Linked DNA regions of Mus musculus: region 2 is linked to region 1. Evidence: chromatin contacts called from public Hi-C data. All regions are on one chromosome and are shown on one strand. Each heading gives the region's core, a stretch centred on a gene start, on an enhancer-like site or on the middle of the called end of the contact. The rest is flanking DNA. Distances are from core to core; before and after follow the strand shown. Region 1 has its middle 6.7 kb from the start of Gm29903. Region 2 holds the start of Ndufab1 (NADH:ubiquinone oxidoreductase subunit AB1).

Evidence for each region. Hi-C and Micro-C count contacts between places; a contact is called where the count stands out from the background.
Region 2: a Hi-C map of Th1 cells shows a contact between it and region 1, with 5 times the contacts expected there. The contact joins the promoter of Ndufab1 here to the enhancer-like site in region 1. A contact is called at or near these places in 4 of 39 promoter capture datasets (the C10 cell line, hippocampal neurons, liver and 1 more), 1 of 15 datasets of contacts at CTCF or cohesin (the G1E-ER4 cell line), 23 of 484 Hi-C or Micro-C datasets (CD4 T cells, CD8 T cells, the G1E-ER4 cell line and 16 more) and 2 of 9 other capture datasets (liver and pancreatic islet).

Annotation. Positions count from the first base shown.
Region 1 is chr7:122,247,243-122,254,582 of GRCm38.p6, reverse strand. No RefSeq gene overlaps it. Among named protein-coding and RNA genes, the nearest start is that of Gm29903, 6.7 kb to the right of the region's middle. Within about 2 kb of position 2,717, at least 73 of the 459 cell types and tissues checked have an H3K27ac peak or open chromatin away from gene starts, as enhancers often do. A contact at or near this core is called in CD8 T cells, Kupffer cells, Th1 cells and 6 more, where this site is marked.
Region 2 is chr7:122,097,064-122,104,403 of GRCm38.p6, reverse strand. It overlaps Ndufab1 (NADH:ubiquinone oxidoreductase subunit AB1), which reads left to right and starts at 2,556. Exons shown (of 5, transcript NM_001360744.1): 1 at 2,556-2,749. The coding sequence starts at 2,582.

The sequences.
Region 1 (7,340 bases), core at 1,468-3,967:
ATTGGTTTAGTAAAGTGGTGGTCATGGGCTTTCCCCCAAAATCCACGACTTCACTAGTCCTGAGCAGTTTGCTAAGTTTTCTATACCAAGCATGGTTTCCCTCTTCTTAGAGGAGTGTTTTGTTTTGTTTTGTTTTGCTCTTCGAGACAAGGTCTCTCTGTATAGCTGTGGCTATCTTGGAACTCATTCTGTAGACCAAGCTGGCCTTGAACACCGAGATCCACCAGTCTCTGTCTCCCCAGTTCTGGGATTAAAGGCGTGTGCCATTATCCTTGACCAAGGGAGTCTTAAGTACAGTTAGAGAGCTGTTGGTTACCATCAAGGCACGATGCCACTACTGCACCCTTAGGGCTATCGTGCTGTGCTCATTGTTATGGTTCATGGGCATCATACATATTGGTATTGCTTCCCTCCTTTGGAGGCTCACGTGGCCCCTTCTGTAGCCAAACGATGCTATGAATGCTAGTCCTCAGGAAACAGGAGCCACTCAGGTCAGTTCCAGCTCAGGGGGTCTCTGGGCCCTGTTTCTGACATGCATAGTGTCTTCAGCAATGAAGACTTACCCTCTACTTCTGAGGGGGCAACCAAGAGAACTAACAATAGCCTGTATGTTTTCTGAATCTCTTGGACATCTGTCACCAACAACTCAAAGGAGAGTTTCTCTTACCTGGTGTTGGAGTTTTTGTTAGGTAATCTTTGGCTCTTGAAGGGAGCAGTGGCAGCCCCTGTGAGAGAATTTCACTTAAATTACATATGTATGTATATTTACACACAGACCTACATGTAAGATGTTTTAGGTAAATAGTTAATAGCATGATTCCTATGACTGTTTAATTTTATTGTTGTTTCTTGTTTTGTTTCATTTTTTATCAAACTCGGGTCATCAACTCAAAACAACTCATAAAAAGCAAGTGTTTTAGCACAAAGCAATCCAAATGTATGCAGATTTGTCCCTTGCTGGGGAAATGACAGTAGGAAAATACCTCTTTGTTTTGTGTAATTGACTCACTGTGTTTTTCTAAGAGCAGAAAATGGGTATTTACAGCAAAAATTTCTGCAGATAGTCAATTGCACCCTTCTCATTCACTGGCTCTGGGTGGCCTGAGGACACAGGCAGTGCAAAGTGGTGTGGGGTGTGCTCAGACTCAAGGCTGCAGCAAAGTCTCAAAGTCTCAAGATGGTGCTGCCAGAGGCACATCCATTCCTTACGTGTATAACTTTGGACTGCCTTTTGGTCAATGCACATTCAAAAACCATTCACTGTTGCCAAATTATCCTGGAGGCCCCCCACATGATGGGCAGTTTAAGGAGCTGTGATGCAAAGGATACTGGGAAGGCGACTCTCAGGAAAGGAAATACAGCTTATAGACACAAGAGAAAGCTCCATCCCACACACAATTAAGGCAATGTAAATTAAAACCATAATGAGGAACTATTTTCTCCTACCAGACGGACAGCGGATGCTCAGGTAGGCTGTGAGCAACTACTTGTACATCAGAAAACAGCACCTCCCACTAGTCAGGTGCGCATCCTGCCCAGCAACTGGCCCATCTGAACTTCAGGCCCACTTGCTGTGCTGCCTGGACCTTTGCAAACAGGTCTCTGAAGTGAGCACCCTGACGCTCTGAAGAAAACATTCTTGGCTTTAACTGGCCGTCAGAGTGTAACTCCACACAGTAGGACTGCACCTCACTGCCTGCCCTTAGCCATTTGAAAGCACTTTGTCTCCATTGCCATGTAGAGAGGCAGAGGCCTCACTACCGACCTCTCCCTTATCCCTACATCAATTTTACTGGGTATTATTACTAATGATGGTAGCCAGCCAGGAAATGTTTGCTGAGAATCTGCACACAGTTAGCCTTTTTCTGACTTCTAATAGTCCCAGTGGTGGTGGGAGGGGGGTGGCGGTTGTGTGCTTTGGGTTTGTTTGTTTGACTTTTATGTTTTGCTTTATTTTTAAGACAGAGTCTTTCTGCATAGCCCAGGCTGGACTTAAGCTCCCGATTTCCCTACCTCAGCTGCCCGAATGCCAGGATGACAGGTGTGCACCACCATGCCCACACACTTTGTTATTTTTCCTTTTTTGAAATTTGCCTATATGACTTGAAGTAATGCATTTAGTAGATCTCTATCCACAGACATCATAATTCATACTAGTTCTGGGTTTTTTTAAATTCTGTGGTTTTTGCAAATCATAAAAACTTACTCTAACTAGCCTAAAGAGCAGGTGTTAGAAGAATGACTATGGTGTGGGTTCTAGGGTACAGTAAAAAATCCAAAGGGACTGAACGACTGTGAATCTGCACAAAGGCAGCAGTTGAAGGGGCTCACATGCTCCTTCCAGTCTATGTTTCCGGCCCCTCCTGTCAAAACCCTGAGGTCCACTATGGTCAAGGGGGTGGGGCACTAGCCTGTCTGCTGTTGAAGCAGTTGCAGGAAAACATGGGTTTCTGGGCAGTCATCTCTGTACTCCTATGATGCAAACGTTAATTGTTCTCCATCAGAATACTTGAGAATGGATTCAAGGTCTGATTGAAGGAAAGGCAGGTGGCCTGTCTCCGATATTATCCACGACAGAGTGCGGGGAACTGGAGATCAGACTGCCTTAGCTCTGAGGGCCTAGTTCTCTTTTCCTTAAGCAATCGGGAAGTCTCTTGCCTCTCTTCTCCCCCTAGCGGGAGGAGAGGTGGTGGCGGTGACGTTTGCCGGGTGTGAGTGGGATGCTATGAAGGTGGAGTGGAGGTGGAGATGTTTGGGGGATGGTTTCAGGTGGTAGTGGTGTTTGAGAGTATTGGAGGTAGTATAAGGTGGGGTGGGGATGGAGTGGTATTTGAAGGGTGGTTTTAGCTTGGGGAATTAACCTGCCGACAGTTTGTCTTGAGATTCTTTTCCTATTTTGTGCACAGAAGTCCCGCTCTGCCCCCTGGTGGAAGCCACCCGAAACTACAAGGAGAAAACGACTTCAGGCCTCTTCTGAGGCAGCCCTTGCTTGCCTTGTTAGATTGTTTCTAGCTATTTTGTTGCGGGCTTTGCCTTAATAGCTCACCTACCTCAGGCCAAGTTCCAGGCCTGCTACCTGTCCTTGACGCTCTAGCACACGCGCAGACTTCCGAGGGCTGCTTTAAGGGCCACAGATAGAATCGCTTTAAAAACAAAGGCAGGGGTTGTAGGGTTGGCTTTGTGGTTAAGAGCATGTATTGCTCTTCCGGAGAACCTAAACTCATCCGTGACAGGTGGCTCACAACCACCTGACTCTAGCTCCAGGGTAGTTGGCACCTCTAGCCTCTGAGAGCATCTACACGCCCACACACGTAATTTAAAATAAATAAAAATTTAAAACCCACCAAAGTATATAATCTTTCAGTTCTGGAAGGAAACTGTCTGAAGCACTCACTGGGCCATATTCCTTCCAATGCCCATAGAGGAGCCCTTCCTTCCCTCTCTGTAGCCTCAAGACATCTAAGCAACCTTCTCTTGGTCGTGAATGTATTGCTCCAGTCCTCTGCCTTCACAGGATCTGCCTTCTCTCTGCATCTCTTCATCCCTCTGTGCCTGTCTCTTTGTCTCCAATTCCTGTTTTCTAAGCAGTACAATACCCTATTATTGGATAAGGATCCACCTGCTCATTAGACGTCATTTAAAGGCTGGGATTAGAAAGCCAACGTGCACTAAGATGAAACGTATCATACTTGGTTGATACCGGTAACTGTGAATTAGACTGTGCACCACTGGTTCCTGATTTGAACATCTGGTCCCCACATAGTGGCTCTGCTTTGTGAGATTATGGAATCTTCAGGAGATGTGGCCTAGCTGGAAGAGCTAAGCCACTAGAGCCTAGCCCATGAAAGTTAGAGTCTAGACCCTGGGTTCACCACTCTCTCCGCTTCCTGGTCCTCAGGAATATGAACTGCTTCCTCTTTATGCTCCCATGGCAACCATGCCTTCCTATTACAATGGACTGAAATTCTAAAATCATAAGCCAAAATAAACATTTCCTCCATTAAGCTAAGTTGCGTAGCTTGGGTATAGGTGTTTGCCAGCAGCTAATAAAACACCTTATTAACCATAACCACATCATTTTTGTAAAGCTCCTCCATTTGGATTAAAGCGACAAGTCCTGAAACCACAATAATTTGATTTTCAAAACTAAAGTAACTTCTTTTTCTAGATATTCTTCCATCTCTCTTCTCATTGGCTGATCCAAAGGTAGCCTGACTGCAAGGCAATACTATCTACCACTCTTCAATTAATGTAGAAGAAACTCAAAGCTACAGGTTTGATTTAATAAATGATTTACTAATAGATTTGCTTAGAAGACATTAAATCACACTCTCATTCATTAATACTGTCATGTGACATGCTTGAAAGACATGGATTAAAAGCAGAAATACAAACCGCTTGCTCATGTCATCCTCAAAGATCTGAATAAACAACTTAGATAGGGTGTTCCTTGTGTCCCAAGTGTGTCAATCAAGTTGATACAAACAAACCAGACACAATCAGTGCTTGTTATGATGAAATGACAGTCTCTTTCACTAGGAGGTCGGCAGTGTCAAAATGAAGCTGAATATCTCTTTCCTTGCCACCTACTTCAGAAACTCTTTAAAGTGGACAATGAGTGTAAGCTGTGCGCTTTCTGTGAGAAGCCCTGGCCACAGAAATAGCCGCTGAAGCTCTGGGTGAAGATAGAATGGTCATGTGGTCCAGATCAGTGGTAGGAACTATACACAAGGTTTTCCCATCGAGCAAGGTGCTTGACGGCAAAGGGCGCCTGCTGCTGAGTCAGGGACGTTCTTGTTCTAGCCCGAGGAATGCTGGAGAGAGAGTCTGTCTGAGGATGCATTGTGGGTGCCAATCTGAGTGTTCTCAGCTTGGTTATTCTATAAAAAGCGGTGGGGGTGGCTATTCCTGGACTGACAGATAGTATTGTGCCTTGGCAATTGGTGCTGAGAAGAGCTAGCAGAATCTGAAAGTCTTTCGATGTCTGAAGAAGATGGTGCCCACCAGTATGTTGTCAGAAGGCCCGTAAACACAGAAGATAAACCCCAGGACGGAAGCATCCAAGATTCACCCTGGTGTCACTCCATGTGTCCTGCAACACAAATGCAGAGGTATTGCCCTGAAGAAATGACACAGTATGAAAAATGAGGAGGAGGCTACAGAAGATGCTAAATCTTTGGCCAAGTATATGAAGGAAAGCCAAAGAAAAAACCAGGAACAGATTGCCAGGAGACGTAGGCTGTACTCGCTGAAAACTTATACTTCTGACTCCAGTCAAAAGTAAGTCTTTAAGAGTAACAAATAAATGATCAGGCCTGGGGAGTGCAATAACCAGGTCACTTTGGGGCTGAGAGAGAGGGCACTGGGTAAAGGAACTTGCTGCTAAGCCCAGTGACCTGAGTTCAATTCCAGAAACCCACAGAATGGGAAAGAATCAACTCCTGCCAGTTGCCCTCTTATTTCCACACGTATGCTATGGTACACCCTACCCCCTGCATGCACACATAAAATAAAAATAAATAAATAAGCATACAATATTTTATGAGTCACATATGTTTCTCACATCAGATCCACTGGAGCACAGCCTGGCCAGGTTAACCTCACGCTATTATCTCTGCTCCAAGTCTGTCTTCTGCCCCAGACTGTTAGGTCGCACTGCTCAGTTTTGCATGAGTGTTAAAGGCTTGGTGGTGTCCGGGTGTATATTATCACTGACAAGGACACTTTAAGAACTGTGGCCTATTGGAAGGGTGTTAGGTCATTGGGGTCACGCTTTCAAAGAGATGGTGGTTCTCTTCCTTTTTTTTCTTTGTCTTTTTATTTTTCTTTTGTTTTTGTTGTTTTCGCTTCCTGGAAGTCATGAAGCAAGCAGCTTTGTTTCCATGAGTGTCCCTAGCGACATGGTCATACCAACCAAAACGCAATAGACTGACTGGCCATAGACTGAGACCATGAGCCAAAACAGCCCCACCCCTCCCTCCAACCTCCACCCTGCCCCATAAGGTAATGACTCGGCCATTCTGTTAGTGTAATGGAAAGCTGGCAAGCACACTTACCACAGAGGTGGTGGTGGAAATCTGGAGCAGTTCCCTATCTGCTCCCCAGTGGCTTGGGGAAGGCTGCCCTGAAGTGAGGAGCTAGCAGATATACCTGCCAGGTCTTGAGGGCTGGTGACAATGTCCCCGCCATTCGCTGTTTTGTTTGTTTTGTTTTTATTTATTGAGACAGGGACTTATGCAGCCCAGACTGGCCTCAAACTTGCTGTGTAACTGAGACAGGCCTGAACTTCTGGTCCTCCTGCCTCTCTCTACCTCCTAAATGCTGGGCTTTCCGGCCACTGCCAGGGCCGATCTCTCTCATTGTTTTGTTTTGTTTTACCCATTTTCACATGACTACTCGTGGTTGGAGAAACTTCCTAAGCTCTGGGAGACCCGATCCCAGTGGTGTGCTCCCCTGGAATGAAGACCACAGACTTGTCCAGCTGTTGGACCAAACCGTCTCACACTATGGCCCTTATCATGCTCAACCCTCACCTGTGAGTCCCCGACTACCATCAGCGATGCCCAGAAAACGCCACCTGTCCCTTCTCCACTGGAAGTTTACCAGCAGCCATTAACATTTGGCAATTAAATTTTATTTTCTTCACTCAACATTTTCGAGTGCAGGAATTCTCCATGTAAAGACATCAGAGCAAGTCAGAAGTTTCTCTCTGTTCAGTGGGGACTGTCCCATGTCCTCAAGAGAACCCCGGTTGCTAGTTTGCTGCTCATTCTTCCAGAACTACTTTTCAAAATGCACTTTAGACTAATGGAGTCTGGGTACACATGTGCATAATTTATAGAACTGTTAGATCAAGGGAACTTCAGCTCTGGGAATCGCTCATCCCAATTGTACCTTAAAAAGTCTCCTTAAACATTTTAGCACCAGCCGCTCTCTGGTGCCCCCACCTTCCTTTCCTCTGAGGTCAGCTGTCAGTTACCCTTCTCCAAATCTGTTCTCGTCTCTCTGGGTTCATGACCAGTGACTTGTCACGTTGCTGTGACAAAGTGTCCAACAGGAGCAATTGAAGGAAGGGTTAATTTGTGGTCCTGGTTTGAGGGTTGTGATGGTTGTGTGGGGGAAGGCTTGTTGGTAAAAAGGCAGGGCACAGGAAGCAGAAAGAGATGCGTGCCGTTAGCCTTTTTATTCAGTCTCTGAGCAGGGGCTGCCCACATTTAGGGCAGGTGTTCCCTTCTCAGTTAGCTTCTCCGGAAACACCCTCATGAGCGCAGCGAGAGATGTGTCTCCTAGGTGATTCTAAATGCAGTCAGGTTGGCAACAGAGGTTAACAATCACAGCCT
Region 2 (7,340 bases), core at 1,307-3,806, 150 kb after region 1:
GCCAGGGCTACACAGAGAAACCCTGTCTCCGGGGGGAAAAAAAAAAGAAAGAAAAGAAAGAAAGAATCAAAAGAAAACCAAAAAACCAACACACATGTCTGTTGCTATACAAAGAGAAACTTTAAGTTGGAAGTGGTTATTAAATCATCTGGATTTCAAATACTAAATAACTTTAACAAAATCTAGGAGTTGGGTGGAAGGAAACACACAGGCCATGCAGTGGCCATGCCTTAGCTAAGGTTCCCGGCCATAGCATCACAGGGCCCCATAAACCATTCCCACTCCTCACAGGAAAGGTCAGGATCTTTGGTTGAGATGGCAGTTATTGTAGGCTGAAGTCTTCACAATACTATGACCCCTCCTCCCAATTGTTTTTCCTTGAATACTCCCAATTTTTTTAATGCTCATGATCTCTCTCTCTCTCTCTCTCTTTTTTTTTTTTTTTGTTTGCTTTTTGAGACAGGGTTTCTCTGTGTAGCCTTGGCTGTCCTGGAACTCACTTTGTAGACCAGGCTGGTCTCGAACTCCGAAATCTGCCTGCCTCTGCTTCCTGACTGCTGGGATTAAAGGCGTGTGCCACCACGCCTGGCTATGCTGATAATCTTTAAACAAGAGACTAGTGTCACAGATCTCCAGAAGTCAGGCTACATTAACTGTGTGCTGAGTGAATTCCAAAAGTTATTATACTTGTTGCTAGAAGAGGGCCTCTTTGGAAAGTAGTCAAGTCAAGTCTGAGGGGGATGTTAGTCCAAGTGACTGATCCTCAGGAAACACTGCTTTACCCAGTAGCACAGCTGAGACATAGTAAAATGCAGTGCCCGCATCAGTCAGGCAAGCCAAGGGGTTCTTCTCAAAGGAAGAAACTCATTAAACAAAGCCACTGAGGAACGTTATCAGTGAGCCCCTCCACATATATCCACACGGAGGTTGGCCCATTTGTAATCACACTTTTATCCCCACACTGACTTCTGAGCATGCTCAGTTTAAATCATTGATGAAGGTACTAGGCACATTTTTTAGGTTATGGGGTACACGTTTCTGATATTGAGAGGGATGAACAGGGCCGCTTCTAGGCATGTTCAACTTACACCAGAAAGTCTTAGCTGAAAACAAAGGAAAGGGCACTTTGAAGGTGCGTTAGTGCAGGAGTTTGACTTTGGTGTCTGCCTGCTTAGTGTCTAGTTGGTGTGTGGGCTTCACTTGTCCATTTTTGTTCACCGTCTCAGATCCTGAAGTGTCAAAATGAATTCTACCTGCAAAGCTGTAAGTAACCTGCCTAATCTGTAATATACACACATTGTCCAGTTTCGCTTTTGGCTGTACTGCAGACTGAACCTAGAACGGTCATGCTAGGCAAATTCCCTACATCCATGCATTATCAAAATTTAAAATATGTACTGTTGTACTTCACCATTTCCTGGTCTCCAGGTTACTGTAAGCACACGGAGTTTGGGAGGTTTGTGGAGGGGGGGGTTATTTGTTTATTTATCTATTTTGAGACAGGGCCTTGCTATGTAGTCTAGGCTACCACCATAAGATGATCCTCCTGCCTCAGCCTCTGGAGTTGGGAATGAGGACGTGACAGTCACACCTACTTGGCTACTAGTCTTAAAACTCACACTTATAATGTGTACTGAGTTTTCACTGAAACAACAATAACAAAATCTTAGCGCTATGGGAGAAACGTGACATATTTTATTTTTCAGAGATAGGGTTTCACTATGTAGCCCTGGCTGGCTTGGAACTTGCAGTGTAGACCAGGGTGTTCTTCAACTCTCAGAGATCCTCCTGGCTGCAGAGTGATGGTATTAATGTTGTTTGCCACTATGCCATGATCCCCACCCAACTTTTTTTTTTTTTCTGAAAATGATGCAGTTTTAATATACCATTCTGCAGAAAGGGACACAAAGAAAAGGCAAAAAATTACTGTCGAGTTGATTTTGCCCTGAAATTCCTGCCTCTTTCTCCCATAGGCTAGACATTATAAAATTCACAATCTAGCATATTCCCCTCTCAAATTCTCTATCCTTTTTATTTAGGAGGAAAAACCTTATTTAATGAATTAATTTGAGGCTTGAGAGTGCCCCTTTCGCTGATTGTGGGCCAACCCATATTGTTGATTGCCTAAAACTTCTCTTTATTTATTTATTTTTTAATTATTCACTTTACCTCCCCGCTCCCGGTCAGCCCCTCCCACAATCCTTCCCCCATCCCCATCCCCTTCTCCGTCTCTGAGATGGTGGGGACCCCCCTGGGTACCTCGCTACTTCAAGTCTCGGCGAGGCTAGGCGCTTCCTCTCTACTGACAGCCAACAATATATTTCAGAACTTTGGGAGAAGAATCAAGTCGGTTTCTCTTTTGGGTCAGTGACAGTGTTTAGGGTTAGATGGCATTTGTGCAGTTGCAACCACAGCAGCCCTTGTCCTTCTAAAGGAGGTGGGTGCAGCGCGGCTGGGAGCCGCTAGGGTCCGCCCGCGCCCGCGCAGCCCTCAAGCGCCGCTCTGTACGTCGCCGGCGTACGGCGCTAGCTGCGGCCGCGGCGGGAGGCTGCGGCGCAGTGCATCCTGGGTTGGCGTAGCCATGGCGTCTCGTGTCCTCTGCGCCTGTGTCCGCCGCCTGCCCGCGGCCTTCGCGCCGCTGCCCCGGCTTCCCACGTTGGCCTTGGCGCGGCCGCTCAGCACCACCCTATGCCCTGAGGGAATCCGGAGGAGACCCGGGGCTCTGCAGTCCGCCTTGGCGCTCGCGCAGGTGACTTGCGGTGACTTTGCCGGGGCTAGTCAGGGGTCAGGGCCCCGGGCCGTCCGGGTTGGGGGAGGGGCTGCACAGAACCTGCAGGGGTGATGGGGTACACGGCTAGCCCCACTGCCTGACGGGTTTTGGTTGACCCCTGTCGCGAAGCTAAGTGTCTTATGATTAGAGCACAGGACTTTGACCCAGTCTTTTTTTTTTTTTTTTTTTTTTTTTTTTGGTTTTTCGAGACTCTGTATAGCCCTGGCTATCCTGGAACTCACTTTGTAGACCAGGCTGGCCTTGAACTCAGAAATCCTCCTGCCTCTGCCTCTCGAGTGCTGGGATTAAAGGCGTGCGCCACCATGCCCGGCTTTTGACCCAGTCTTGACTGAAGAACAAAATTGGACACCAGCTCTCATCCTTGCGGAGTGGCAATGAAGTTTAGGTGAGAGTTCGAGTAGAGCACCTACTGCGATTGGCAATTACCGTGGTCACTTCCAAGGACGTACACAAGAGGAAAGCCACTTGCCCATAATAGTCCTCTGCAGAGTATTCTCTAGGTTCCCAGAGTTCTATTGTAATTTCCCCCCTGTGGCACCTTTTGTCTGTGAACTTTCTGGAAGTAAGGATAGGAAACAAGTCCTGTGTAGTTTGCATATTTGATGAAACCAGTGTGGGGCTTAAACTCTGTGAGGATGTCACTTTCAACCCTAACTAGCCCTCTTCCCGCTCCCCTTCTGACTCTTTCCGCTGGTATCAAGCCCTGGCATGGCGTTTTAAGTTCCAGTGTGCATGCAAGGTTAGGAAGTACTGTAGTAGACTTTGGGCCAAGTTGAAGAACCGATTCTCATACTCAGTGACCTTCCTGAAGTAGTGGTTTCAGTCACACCTGCACGCTACAAGAAGAGCTAAGGTTCTACATCCTGTGTTGAGATTCACCGACAGTGTAATAGATAGGCAGGCCATTGTCCCATTGGCTAGACCAAAAGGTTGTCATTATAAAAGTGTTAAAAGGGCAGTAAAGGGGGCTGGTGAGATGGCTCAGTGGGTAAGAGCACCCGACTGCTCTTCCGAAGGTCCAGAGTTCAAATCCCAGCAACCACATGGTGGCTCACAACCATCTGTAACGAGATATTTCGCCCTCTTCTGGTGTGTCTGAAGACAGCTACAGTGTACTTACATGTAATAAATAAATCTTTAAAAAAAAAAAAAGGGCAGTAAAGCTGCTGTGCCTTAGGATCTAGAGACCAATTTCAGATTAAGCTAAAATGTTACTTCTCAAACTTAAGTTGTGCATAAAGTATTTTTGTGGGCTTTCTAGATGGGGTCCTGGGACCATGCTTTGAACAGGTGGTGTGCTCTCTGTCTGCTTTATACAGATAGTAGAGGAACTGCTTTATGCTTACAGAATGGTTTTGGTTACGGTCATTCACAGATGTGGAGACACAGTTGTTTGCAAAACATTTTAGATTTGTTATTGGACTGTGGATGTCCTCTGCACAGCCAGAAAGCAGATGGTAAGCAAGCTTTGTTAAAGGGTTTTCTCTGACTCACCCAGCTTAGATGAGTGAAATCAGTTGGCTTGGAAGTTTCCAGAATATGGAGAGTAGAACAAGGGAGAGTTTTGAAGAGGCGAGGGTTTATGTCAAACAGCTGTGTTTGAGGTGCTTCATTTCCAGAGGTTTGCAGTGAGCAGGTGACAGACATGGCCTTTAAAGCTTTTTTCATAAACAGAAGACAAAGGGGAGCAAGATAGACTCTGATGGTAACTCATCAGGATCAGGCCAGCTTACAGTCACTGCACATAGTGCCATCTTTGGTGCTTAGAGACGATTTATGTCACATGTGAGTCTGGGGAAGAACGCTGCTGAGACAACCTGTTTTGACCACAGGGAAGGTGCTTTTCTTTTTTTTTTTTTTAAGATTTATTTATTTATTATATGTGTGTACACTGTAGCTGTCTTCAGACACTCCAGAAGAGGGCATCAGATTTTTGTTACGGATGGTTGTAAGCCATCATTTGGTTGCTGGGATTTGAACTCAGGACCTTTGGAAGAGCAGTCAGTGCTCTTAACCTCTGAGCCATCTCACCAGCACCGGAAGGTGCTTTTCTAACCTCTGGCAGGAGAAGGTGGTTTCGCTACTCCAAGAGGGAATGCAGGGGAACTTGGGGCAGGATACCTAACCATCCTGTGTCAGTTTCATTGTAAAAGGTAAAGTGCTTATACTACCATAGTCAATCTTTGGGCATACACCTGGCCCTGTAGGAACCTACCAGTGATGCCTGGTGAGCTACTGACACCTAGTGGCCTACATTAGTAACTGCATACCTATAAGACACTCCCAACCACTTTTCTCACGGCCTGTTCTCGGCACTGTTTCTTCTCTTCCATGTTAATTCCACTTCATACCAGCCCTGTGTTTTCTGTGACTGTTGTCTTTGAGACAGTCTCACTTTATCTCAGTCTAGCCTTGGAACTCAGGTTGGTGAGAATATGTTACTCTGCCTCACCCTCCCAAGTACTAGGACTGCAGCCCTGAACCACCATGTCTTTCCAAATCTGCTTGGATCTTCTTTTCTTTACAGTCTGGAAATTGAACCTGGGGTCTCACTCATGCTGGACAAGCCCTCAACCCCAATTCCTTAATAGTTTCTAATCTCTTTTCAACTCCTTGATATGCACATGGGATATGTTAGATCCTCCTACCTCAGACTTTTCTGTCATTCTCACCATTAACATATTTCTCCCTTTCTCTTATTCCTGTCTGCTTCATCTTTTTTTTAAAGATTTATTTATTATTATATCTAAGTACACTGTAGCTGTCTTCAGATGCACCAGAAGAGGGCGTCAGATCTCATTACAGATGGTTGTGAGCCACCATGTGGTTGCTGGGATTTGAACGCAGGACCTTCAGAAGAGCAGTCAGTGCTCTTAACCACTGAGCCTCTTGTCTGCTTCATCTTATCTGTGACTTCTTTAGGTCATTGTAATGAGTAGGATTGGTGTTGTGTCCCTATTGAAGGCCTCTGATACATAGTATAAAAGGATCAGTGGATTTAGACACAAAAAAGTGCCCCGCCTACTTATTCGGAAATCATCTATACTCTATCTCTTCAGCTAATCTCTCTAGTTTGCTGATTAAATGAGTCTGCTGCAAGGTAAGTATATCTTGATAAGGACGTGTACATAGGTTTAGTCTTACGTATGTCCTTGCTATACATAGGCTTGCCTGGACTCTGGAAAGTCCTACCTCAGGCTCCCAAGTGTTAGGGTTACAACATTTGACACCACAGCAGCTCTTAGATCATTTTTCATAGACACACTCAGGGTCATGAGTGCCAAGAAGCAAACCCAGCTCTTTCTCTCTCGCACACGTATTTGTTTAGTGTGAGCATGTGTGTGCAGGTCAGAGGATAACTCGAGGGAGCCTGGTTTTGGCAAGCACCTTTACCCTCTGATCCATATTGCTGTCCTTTTCCTCCTCCTTCAGTGTTGAACCCAGGGTTTCATACATGCTAAGCAAGTTGCTCTCCCTGCCCCTCTTTACTTTGAGACAGGTTATCAGTAAATTGCTCAGCTTGGCTTTCAACTTGTTTCTCCTGCCTCCCCTCCCAAGTGTCTGGGATTAAAAGCCCAGCAGCAGACTCATTTTCTGTGGAAGAGGCTTAGCTGCAAACTAAGAACTTAAAACGCCCTGCCAGACAGACAGTGCTCTCCCATACTTGGTAGGTGAAATCTAGGCTGCAGGACCCAACTGAGTATAAAACAGAAGCAGCAGCAGCCTAAGAGCAGAAATAGTTGGATTTCATCATAAGAACACTCAGAAAGGTTTGTATGTCTGGTGGGCTGTAGGGCATTCTTACCTGCCAGCGAAATACATGGGGCTGTGAGGCTTAGGGGTGGTGGCTGGTTTCATTTGTTCTAGCCAGAGACTAGTTACCATCAAAGCCAAATCAGATCTTCTGTATACCATCCCAGCTGTTAGGGTGGGTTCTTTTGTCTCATGCCTGTGGTGGCAGTGCAATGAAGAGGCTGTGGCATGCTACATTTGCCATGAGGGAACTTAAGCATTTCTGTGATGATTTTATGTTAGTGACAGTCTTACCGAACAAGATGATGTCCAAAGCTAGAGGGACCAGTCCTGATTTTGAGGACAAGCGACAACCATTCTGAAGCTAGAGCTTCTCTGTTGACCGAGCCCTGTGACCCGGTATTCAGTAATGACCACATTGGAGAGTGTGTGACCCGGGTATTCAGTAATGGCCACATTGGAGAGTGTGTGACCCGGGTATTCAGTAATGTCCACATTGGAGAGTGTGTGATCCGGTATTCAGTAATGTCCACATTGGAGAGTGTGTGACCCGGTATTCAGTAATGTCCACATTGGAGAGTGTGTGATCCAGTATTCAGTAATGTCCACATTGGAGAGTGTGTGATCCGGTATTCAGTAATGGCCACGTTGGAGAGTGTGTGATCCGGTATTCAGTAATGGCCACGTTGGAGAGTGTGTGATCCGATATTCAGTAATGGCCACATTGGAGAGTGTGTGATCCGGTATTCAGTAATGGCCACAGTGGAGAGTGTGTGACCCGGTATTCAGTAATGGC